2 separate regions of the Oryctolagus cuniculus genome follow, and region 2 is linked to region 1. The links are chromatin contacts, called in public Micro-C maps. All regions are on one chromosome and are shown on one strand. Each heading gives the region's core, a stretch centred on a gene start, on an enhancer-like site or on the middle of the called end of the contact. The rest is flanking DNA. Distances are from core to core; before and after follow the strand shown.

Region 1 (4,633 bases), core at 1,115-3,614:
AATATGTATGGAGCATGTCCCCTCTGACCCTAGCCCCCTTTTTGTGTTCACAGTCCCACCTGGATGGAGGAAAAGTACATTCCGCCCACGCTGGTATGACAAAGTCTGCCCTTCAGCACTTCTCTGTTAACTGTGCACCCTCTCCCACCTGTCTTCAGCTCCTAATGACCTTTCCCTCTGGTGTTCACCAACAAGGGCGCTGACCAGGCCTTCCTCTCCTCACTCTGTGGAGACTTTAGACTTAGGAGAGAGGGGCTGGACTCCAGGTTTCTTGTCACTGTTCTGTCTGCTCTGAAATACCTCCTGCTGGGATGCAAGAGGGTCTTCCAGATCAAAGCTAGACTTCCCAAGATCCTTGGCTCCCTAATTCAGTTCAAGCTCTCCCAAGACCCAGTTCTCTCCTTTATCTCCTTTTCCATTGTCTGGCACAGAGAGCCACTGGTTGCTCTCATCCTGGCCTGTACCCCCCGGAAGGACTTCTACCCCCTGAGGTGCTCTGCAGAAGAAAGAGAAAGAGGCCACAATTGGAACGAATGCAGCAGGGACCTGGGAGCATCCCTGCCCGGGTCAGGGCTGTCACTTATCATCTGGAGGACATAAGGAAGCGTCAGAGAACCATCAATGAGTAAGGAGGCCAGACAGTGGGCTCTGGGAGCCAAGTAGGGTTTGGGTGCAGGCTGTGTTGAGCTAAGGAAGGGGTTGAGAGCTTTCAAGGAATGAAATTGGGAAGGAGCTGTGGGTTTGGTGCAATCAAAATGTTTGTGTTTATATATATATATATATATATATATCTGAAAGGCAGAGTTACAAACAGGGAGAGACAGATCTTCCAGAGTTGGGCTAGGCTGAAGCCTGGAGCCTGGAACTCCATCCACAGGTCTCCCACGTGGGTGGTGGGCACATTAGCAGGGAGCTGGATTGGAAGTGGAGCAGTAGGGACTCCAAGTGGTACTCATATGAGATGCTGGTATTGCAGGCAGTGGCTTAACCTGCTAAGCCAAAACTCTGGCCCCAAATGGGATTAATTTTTGTAATGTGGAAAGACAGAGGGAACTGAGGGATGGAGGCTGAGCCCCAGGAGGTGGAAGGGGTGGAAACGGGATCACCAGACAGGAAAATACACCATAGAACTGGCGGGTGTGGGATGCTCTGGGGTCACTGCTGGGTCCCTGGAGTGAGCACACTGCAGTCCTAGATGAGAAGAGCTGCGGGTGCAGAGCTGAAGGTCAAAGGCAGTGCCTTGGGTCCCAGCGGTCAGTGTTTCAGTGAAGATTAGAGGCCGGAAGCCTGGCCATCTCCTAAATGCCATCTCCGCAGGCTGAAGAGGGGCCAGTGGGGCAGCTCTGGGGCTGCGTCCGAGCCCCTGGTGCTGGAAGGAGAGGGCTGTGGATTCCCCAGCACCGCGGGATACTCTGAACTGGAAGAGGACCACGGCCTCGCTCCTGACAGTGCCCAGGTATGACTGGGGGGCGGGGGAGGCTGGTGTGAGTCCTCGGTCTTGCGTGGAGACAGCAGAAGCCAAGAGCCAGGTGGGAGCGCTAGTTTGAGAAGAAAAACAAACTTGGTGAGAGCTGGAGACGGGTACCCGGGCTTGGGGACCAGCAAATCCGCTGAGCCTCCTCTCCCATCCTTTCCCCTGTAATTTCTGTCGTCTACAGCTGCTTTGGTCTCCCTGGAGTCCCCTGGGCCAGGAGGTGTCGTGCTCCTCCAGGCAGTGGAGCTCTCTGGCCCCCTTCAGCACTGCCACAGCCAGGAGGAGCCCCTTTAACCGCCCCTGGGGGGTGGAGCTGGAGTCTGAGGAGTAAGCGGAAAGCACCTGTGCCCAGGATGCTGGTGCTGCCTGCGGCCCCGGCCCAGGTCATCGCGATCGCCTCCGCGGCCAGCACGGAGCCCTGTCCCGTCCTCTGAGCCATTCACTCCCACGCCCACCTGCCCTGCCCACGAAAACGCCCCGAGCCCATATTCTCTCTGTTGCGTTATTAAAGAGCAAGCAAATGGAGCCAGCGTCGTCGTCCTCTCTGTGCACTGACGCGGGGACTGAGGGCTGGGGCGCTCCTTCGCTTCTCCAGGGCCAGCTCCCAGGAGCTCGGCCTGGGTCCGTCCTCGGTCCCTCGCCAGCCCCTCGGGTTCCAGCACTGCACCGCCGCCTCCACCCCATTCTCCGGGACCGGGAGTCACGTCCGTCGGCCGAGCTTCCGCCTCCGGGACCCCGGAACCCGTCCCCTCAGCGCGCCTGTCCCTGCAGGGACTTCCCAGCGATCTGTCCCCTCGGCCTGGCTGCGGGCCCGGGAAGCCGGGTCCCTCCGCCCAGCGCCCCACCCAGAACCCCACGTGTGCTGATCCCCAGGTTCCCTTCCCGACCCCCATCCCCTTAATTGGGAGGCTCCGCCCCGTGCGCAGTGACGTCGGACGCCGCTGTCAGCCGGCGCTGGGGGGGGTCGGTGAGGGGTAGAATGGCCGCTGCCGCCGTCACCCGCGGGACCCCGGGAGGTAAGAGCCAGGGCTTCTCGCCCGCCTCTCCGCCCCCGCGCCAGGGGGCGCAGCTCCACCCGTTCCCGACGTGCAGCGCCGCGCCGGGGACCACCGTCCCTCCTCCCGGCTCACCCCCGCTCCCCGCTTCCGTCCTCCTCCCCCGCGCCAGGGGGCGCCGCTCGCCGCAGGGCCCCACGGCGGACCTGCGCGTGCCGGGGACCGTCCCGGGGACCCCGCACCCGACTCCCAGCGCGCCCGCGGACTCTGTTCCGCGGCTTCCCTTGAACATCCTCTATGCGGGGAGACCCTCTCACCTCTGAGGTTCCCCGGAGACCTCCACCCCGCCGTAGGGGGCCGCCCATTGCTCCGGGTGTCAGGGTCCAGCGCCGCCCGCGGACCCACACCCAGGACCCGCTCCGGCTCCGCACCCTGGCAGGCTGCCCAGTCGGGACTGCGCACCTGCGCCCCGGGGCGGAGTCCTTGCCCCAACCCCAGCTTCGCTGCACACAGCCGAGCTCGAGCTCGGCCGGGCCTCCTCCCCCTCTGCATCCCGGACACCTGGCGAGCCCGCGCCTAGAGCCTCCTCCGGCTCCCATCTGTTCCCCGAGGAGGGCGGGGGCTCAGGCTGGAGCCAGAGCGTAGATGGGGAAGGAGTAGGCCCGGAGGCCCCGGGGAGGCAGAGGCGTTTGGGGAAAAGGGGTCTTGGGTAGGGGGAGTGTGGAGAGGACTGTCAGCCTTGGGGCAGGCGGTCATCCTGAGAGCCGGAAGCTAAGCTGTGGGTGTCTAACCCAGATCCTACCAGGGCCTGACCAATCTGGGGGAGGGAGAGTAGCTTGGTACCGGTTATCAGATCTGCCCTTCCCCTTGGAAAAATCAAATAGAGAAGGAACTCAGGGCGTGTCTTCTAAGGCCTAGCTCTCCACTGTCTCCAATCTCCTGCCCTTCCCCCAGCATCCAGGCTCTCTGGCCAAACCATCCTCCAAGGACCTGGTGCCCGGAGTCCCTCCTCCCAGGGCCTGACCCCACAGCAGCCCCAGTGGCTGCAAGAGCCCTAGCTGTAGGGCCTCTGAGACCCCAGCCCCGGCAGCCTTCTCCCTTCCCCCACCCTCCCCAGTTTTTCCTGGTCAGGCCATTCTGTCCTGTCTCCTACTCACATTGGTTCACCTCCGTTCCCCGCACACGTATGGCTGTCACATAGTCACGACCCTTCCTCTCTCTCCCTCATCTTTCCCTGGTGTCACGACCTAGTTCTGCACTCCACCCCACCCCGCCTCATGCTCTTCACCCTGGATTAATGATGTAGAGGCTTCTGCCATGACCTGTTCTCTCCCTTCCCAGCACAGACTCCCCCTCCCCCCGGCCCCTCAGGCCGGGGGTGACCTTGCCCCCTGGAGCCCTCACCATGAATACCAAGGACACCACCGAGGTTGCCGGTGAGTTCACAGCCCCCTGTTGTCCCTGCACTGGGGATCCCTGCTCTCCTTGGTTTCTGTTTCCCCCACACTCTGGGCCGACCCTCACAGGGACGCCGGGCTGGCTTACGAAGCCCTCCCTTCCAACTCCCTCAGAGAACAGCCGCCACCTGAAGATCTTTCTCCCCAAGAAGCTGCTGGAGTGTCTTCCTCGCTGCCCGCTGCTGCCTCCAGAGCGGCTACGGTGGAATACAAACGAGGTTTCTCGGGAGCCTGGGGAAGGCGGGTCCAGCAAGGCCTGGGGGGCGGGAGGAGGGCGAGTGGGGGTCTTCCCGGGTCCAGAGGACTGTTCTAGGCTCTCAGGAGACATGGGAGAGCCCCAAAGGCAGGGAACCTGTGGGAGCCCACTTCTCCTTGCCGTGTCCAGCGTGGGTAAAAACCACAGCTACGGCCTCGACAGTCTTTCTTCCATACCAGGCACTGTGCCAAGTGAGCGCTTGACCTGCATGGATCTCCTTTAGTTCTTTGCAGATGCTACAGAGCAGGCACTGTTACTCCTCTCACGTTGTTGTGAGGAAACTGATTTCCCTCATGTGCTGAAGTTTATCTAACGCTCCAGAGCCCTTGCTTTTTACTGGCTGTTTCTGGAGAGCACAGTCCTTGTATTAAACTGCTCAGTGCTTTGGATGTAGTCGGTGGTCGATAATCATTGGCTTCTGTTAGAACTGGCTGTAAAAGAGGGTGTGTGT
Region 2 (4,633 bases), core at 540-3,039, 250 kb after region 1:
AGAAACTGAAGGGCTGCCGCCTGGCCCTTCCCTCCTTCCCCTCCAGCACCCCGGTGTCTGCTCCAGGAACTCCACTTGCCCCTTCTCCCCAGTGCAAGCTGTCCAAAGGTCATATGGCAAAGGGCTTAGCAGCCCCTGAAGTTCCCCAGTCACTAAGCTGTCAATGAGGGGGCAGCCAGCATGAGCACCCTACCTTCTGCCCATCCTGGGTTGGGAGGGGGGGCTGACTGCTCTGGCATCATCCAGGCTCTCCCTCCCCTTTGCTTCTGGGTCCCCTCCTTGCCCCAGCGTTTCTACCCAGCAGGGGCGCTAATCAGTTGGCCAAGAGGAGTGTGGCTCTGGGGCAATTACCCTGGAGCACCTGCCCTTTGGATCCTAACCTGGCCCCCTCCTGCCAGGGCAGGGAGGAGCAGCGTGTGCGTGCTCAGGCCGCCCAGGGAGACAGTGTGGGGATGAGCAGGGAGGTGCCCGGTCAGGGTGGGGGGCAGTGAAGCAGATGCCCCTTCGCGCTTCCTGCTATTCTCTCCATTTCCTGTGGCCCAGAATTTGATGGGGGTGGAGGGAATTATGCCAAGTCAGCAGCCCTCCTTTGGCCCATCCGTCCCCCACTCCCTAAACCACATAACGGAAACTGGGGGCCTCCTCCAAGTCAGTGACTTCTCCCTTCTCTGAGGGTGCTTAGCCCCTAATCCAGGACACCCATCTTCCCTTGCTGCGCTGACCTCTCCCTGATAGTGGTCTACTCTACGCTCAGAAGCCGAAGCCTGGGTTCTCCTACTCAATGGGTGGGGTTGATGGGATCTTGTTTTGCAGTTCTAGTGACAGCTCAGGACCACTCATGAGCCCCTCCTGGTTGAGACAAACAGCCCCAACCTTTTCTTTTGCTCCTGCTCCCCTGGGGCCCCGGCATTCACTCCCTGCCCCCTTGGGGGTGTTGGGTCACAACAGGAAGTGGATTTTGGTAGAGACCAAAAAAGAGAACTCGGGGTGTCCGTGGAAGGAAGGAGCCTCAATTGCACAGAAAACATCCGGGGAGTGGATGCGTGGCTCGGGGCAGACCCTTCTCCCCCGCGCCCTGGGAAGGGACGCGGCGCCCAGCCTCGGGGAGGGTCGCCACGCACTCTGCTCCCTCAAGATGAAGCTGTTGCTCCTGGCAACCCACGGGAAGGCAGAAGTTTGGAAGCGGAGCCGCCCGGTCCTTGGGACAGGTGGGGGCAGCCCTTCTGCTGTAGGGTACTGGGCAGGTTTCCCTCGGGCTCCGCACGAGTCTAGAGGGGGAATCCCCTTCCCAGCATCCAGCCTCCTGGGACGCGACCCTTTGGGACCGGCCACCTGCTCCTGCTTCCTCCTACATCGCAGCCCGCACGCGAGAACCCCTACATCCCTGCGAGGACCCCCGAGGCCGGTTTCTGGTACCCTTCAGGCCTTGCTCTCTGCAAGGGCCCGTGCATGCGCCCCCACTCACCCCAGTACCCTCGAGGACCTAAGCGTGGGGCCCCGATGGCTGCCCCCTGGGGACCCAGGCGTCCAGCCCCCAGCTTTCCCTCCCCGGTGTCCTTGTTTGGAGACTATCTCGGCACCAGCCCCGAGCCGCAGCCACCCATATCCCGCCGCGCGGCCCCACCTCCCTTACCTGGTCCCCGGTTTCTCCCCCATGGTGCGCGCGCCCGCCGCCCGCCCGGTTCGGGGCTGGCTCGCAAGCCTTCTCGCCCGCTGCTAGGTCCTGCTCCTCCCCGCGCCACTGCGCACGCGCGTCCTCCGCTCTGTCTCCTCTTCCCCCTCCCCTGCGGGCCCCTCCTCCGGGCCTGGGGAACCGGGGCCAGATGCGTCAGCCGGATCGCGCGCGCCGGGCGCTCCCGCCCTCTCCTCACAGACTCGCGCGGTGATTGGCTCCGCCTCCACCCTCTGCGCTCCAGTCCCCAGGGGAGCCCTTCCCCCCGTGCGCGCGGTCCCTTCTCCCGCTTCTCCCGCCCATCTCCCCGCCCTTCCGCAGATCCCTGCAAGCGGATTGGGCCGCTCCAACGAGGCGCCCGCCCTTCAGGAGATTGCAGCCCTCGGATTGGCTCCTGGCATCCACAACCCAGTAGGGGTCTCCTCCCCTTTGTTTGCTTTCTCGGTGGAGATGGGGGCTGCCGGGGTGGTGGGGGCGGTGGAATGAACTCAAACAGTCTGGGCTGGAGGGTGAGGGGATGCACACGTGGGTGAGCCGTTCCAGTTGCATGATGCCTGCTAGGGTGCGCGCCGCTCCTCGGCTCATCCCAGAGCTTGCGGTTTCCTTAGGCCCGCCCTCCGGCTTTGTTGCGGTGTCTCAGCTCCCCCTGGTGTCTGTCTTGGATTTGTGCAGGGTTTCTAATGTCAACGTCTCCACCCGCCGGTCCCCGCTAACATCTATCCATCCATCATCCATCCATCCATCATCCATCCGTGCCCCCACACCCCGGCCCCATTTTGTGCCAGACGCTGAGCAGAGCCCTGGAGACACGCATGAGTGATCGCGGCCCCTGGCGTTCTGGTCCAGTCGAGGAACACGTGGACAGGTGTCATGAGTCCAGGAATGCTATAATAGAGGGCTGACTCAGAAGACAGAGCAGCTCACTGCGCTCGGCAGGCTGCCCAGAGGAAGGGAAATGTGAGGACGCCAATTCCGAAGAACGGGCACACGTTGAGCAAGGGCGTTCTGAAGGGAAAGCTAGGCGAGGCGAGGCGAGGCGAGGCGAGGCGAGGCGGGCACATCCTGTCCCGCAGGCAGAGGGGAAGACTGGGGCGGCGGGCCCGCCCCGCAGGAGGACACGTGGAACCCGGGCCGGTTTTTTAAAGCCGTGGAGTGTCACGATGAGAGTTCTGTTTTTGGAGATTAATCCTGGGCATTGCGGAGGGTAGGAGATGGCTGAGAGCGGGTGGGAGAAGAGGGGCCGGACTGGAGGATCATTTCTGGGGCTGTCACATTGGACCTCAGGGAGGATGATGGATGATTGACATTTCTGGGCTTAGGACTCTAAGGGATTTTTTTTTTTTTTTTTTGACAGAGTGGACAGTGAGAGAGAGAGAGAGACAGAGAGAGACAGAGAGAGAGAGAAAGGTCTTGCTTTACCATTGGTTCACCCCCACAGTGGCCGCAGCAGCGGCCGGCGCACGGCGCTGATCTGAAGCCAGGAAACAGGTGCTTCTCCTGGTCTCCCATGGGGTGCAGGACCAAACACTTGGGCCATCCTCCACTGCCCTCCCTGGCCACAGCAGAGAGCTGGACTGGAAGAGGAGCAACCGAGACAGAACCGGCGCCTCAAATGGGACTAGAACCCGGTGTGCCGGCGCTGCAAGGCGGAAGATTAGCCTATTGAGCCGGGGCGCCGGCCTCTAAGGGATCTTCCTTCCATCTCTTTCCCCATAGTTTCCCCCCATCGGCTCCAATCACACTAACTTCACACCTTTTCCCTGCCACAGAAAAGAACAGGCACGAGATGGTTTCTGAGATCATCTTTGAGGTTCAAATTCAGGCTCTACTCATCCGTTGCACGGCCGTCCCCCTCAGTTCTCTCACCACCTTCTTTTTTAATTTTTAAAAAAATTTTTTTGACAGGCAGAATGGACAGTGAGAGAGAGAGACAGAGAGAAAGATCTTCCTTTTGCCGTTGGTTCACCCTCCAATGGCCACTGTGGCCGGCGCGCTGTGGCCGGCTCACTGTGCTGATCCAAAGGCAGGAGCCAGGTGCTTCTCCTGGTCTCCCATGGGGTGCAGGACCAAACACTTGGGCCATCCTCCACTGCACTCCCTGGCCACAGCAGAGAGCTGGCCTGGAAGAGGGGCAACTGGGACAGAATCCGGCGCCCCGACTGGGACTAGAACCCAGTGTGCCGGCGCTGCAAGGCGGAGGATTAGCCTAGTGAGCCGCGGCGCCGTCCTCTCACCACCTTCTAAGCTTCCTGCTCGTCTTCTTCAAGCTTTAGACCTTGCATTTATTTAAGACTCGACTCATGAATTGCTTTTATCCAAATCTGACCACTGGCCAAAGCATTTTGACCAGAAGGCTCACGAGATCTGCATCCAACATGCTTGGGGACTGCAAGGCAGCAGCCTGCATGGTGTGGCACAGCAGGTTAAGCCACCACTTGGGACATCCACATCCCATATCGCAGTGACTGGGATCCAGTCTTGCCTCTGCTTCCAATCCATCTTCCTGCTAATGCAACTGAAAAGTAGCGGGTGATGGTACAAGTACTTGGGCCCCTGCCACCCATGTGGGGACCTGGATAGAGTTTCTGGCTCCTGGCTTTGGCCTGGCCCAGCACTAGGTTGTGGACATTTGGGACGTAAACCAGTGGATGGAAGAGCTCTCTCCCTTTGCTCTGCCTTTTGAATAAATAAGAAAATGAATGAATAAACAATAAAAAAATATGGCCAGAAAGAATGAAAGAGATACATCATATCTTGGACAGAGAAAAACTATCATTATAAAAATATTTCATTTCTCTCCATACAGTCTATACAATTTTTAAAATGATCTGGTGTTGGAGCAGGCGTTTGGCCCAGTAATTAAGACCCCAGTAAAGATGCCTGCATCCTGTATCAAAGCACCGAGGTTTATTTATTTTTTAAGAGATTTATTTATTTATTTGAAAGTCAGAGTTTCACAGA

The links. Hi-C and Micro-C count contacts between places; a contact is called where the count stands out from the background.
Region 2: a contact with region 1 is called in a Micro-C map of ear pinna, with 4 times the contacts expected there. The contact joins the promoter of ARRB2 here to the promoter of CAMTA2 in region 1. A contact is called at or near these places in 2 of 6 Hi-C or Micro-C datasets (ear pinna and an unstated tissue).

The regions. Positions count from the first base shown.
Region 1 is chr17:51,257,137-51,261,769 of mOryCun1.1, forward strand. It overlaps CAMTA2 (calmodulin binding transcription activator 2), which reads left to right and starts at 2,365. Exons shown (of 22, transcript XM_070061271.1): 1 at 2,365-2,490; 2 at 3,811-3,905; 3 at 4,041-4,144. The coding sequence starts at 3,875. It overlaps INCA1 (inhibitor of CDK, cyclin A1 interacting protein 1), which reads left to right. Exons shown (of 6, transcript XM_051825313.2): 3 at 54-93; 4 at 432-625; 5 at 1,318-1,456; 6 at 1,659-1,999. The coding sequence ends at 1,805.
Region 2 is chr17:51,505,675-51,510,307 of mOryCun1.1, forward strand. ARRB2 (arrestin beta 2) reads right to left here and starts at 1,790. Exons shown (of 15, transcript XM_002718823.5): 1 at 1,634-1,790. The coding sequence starts at 1,656.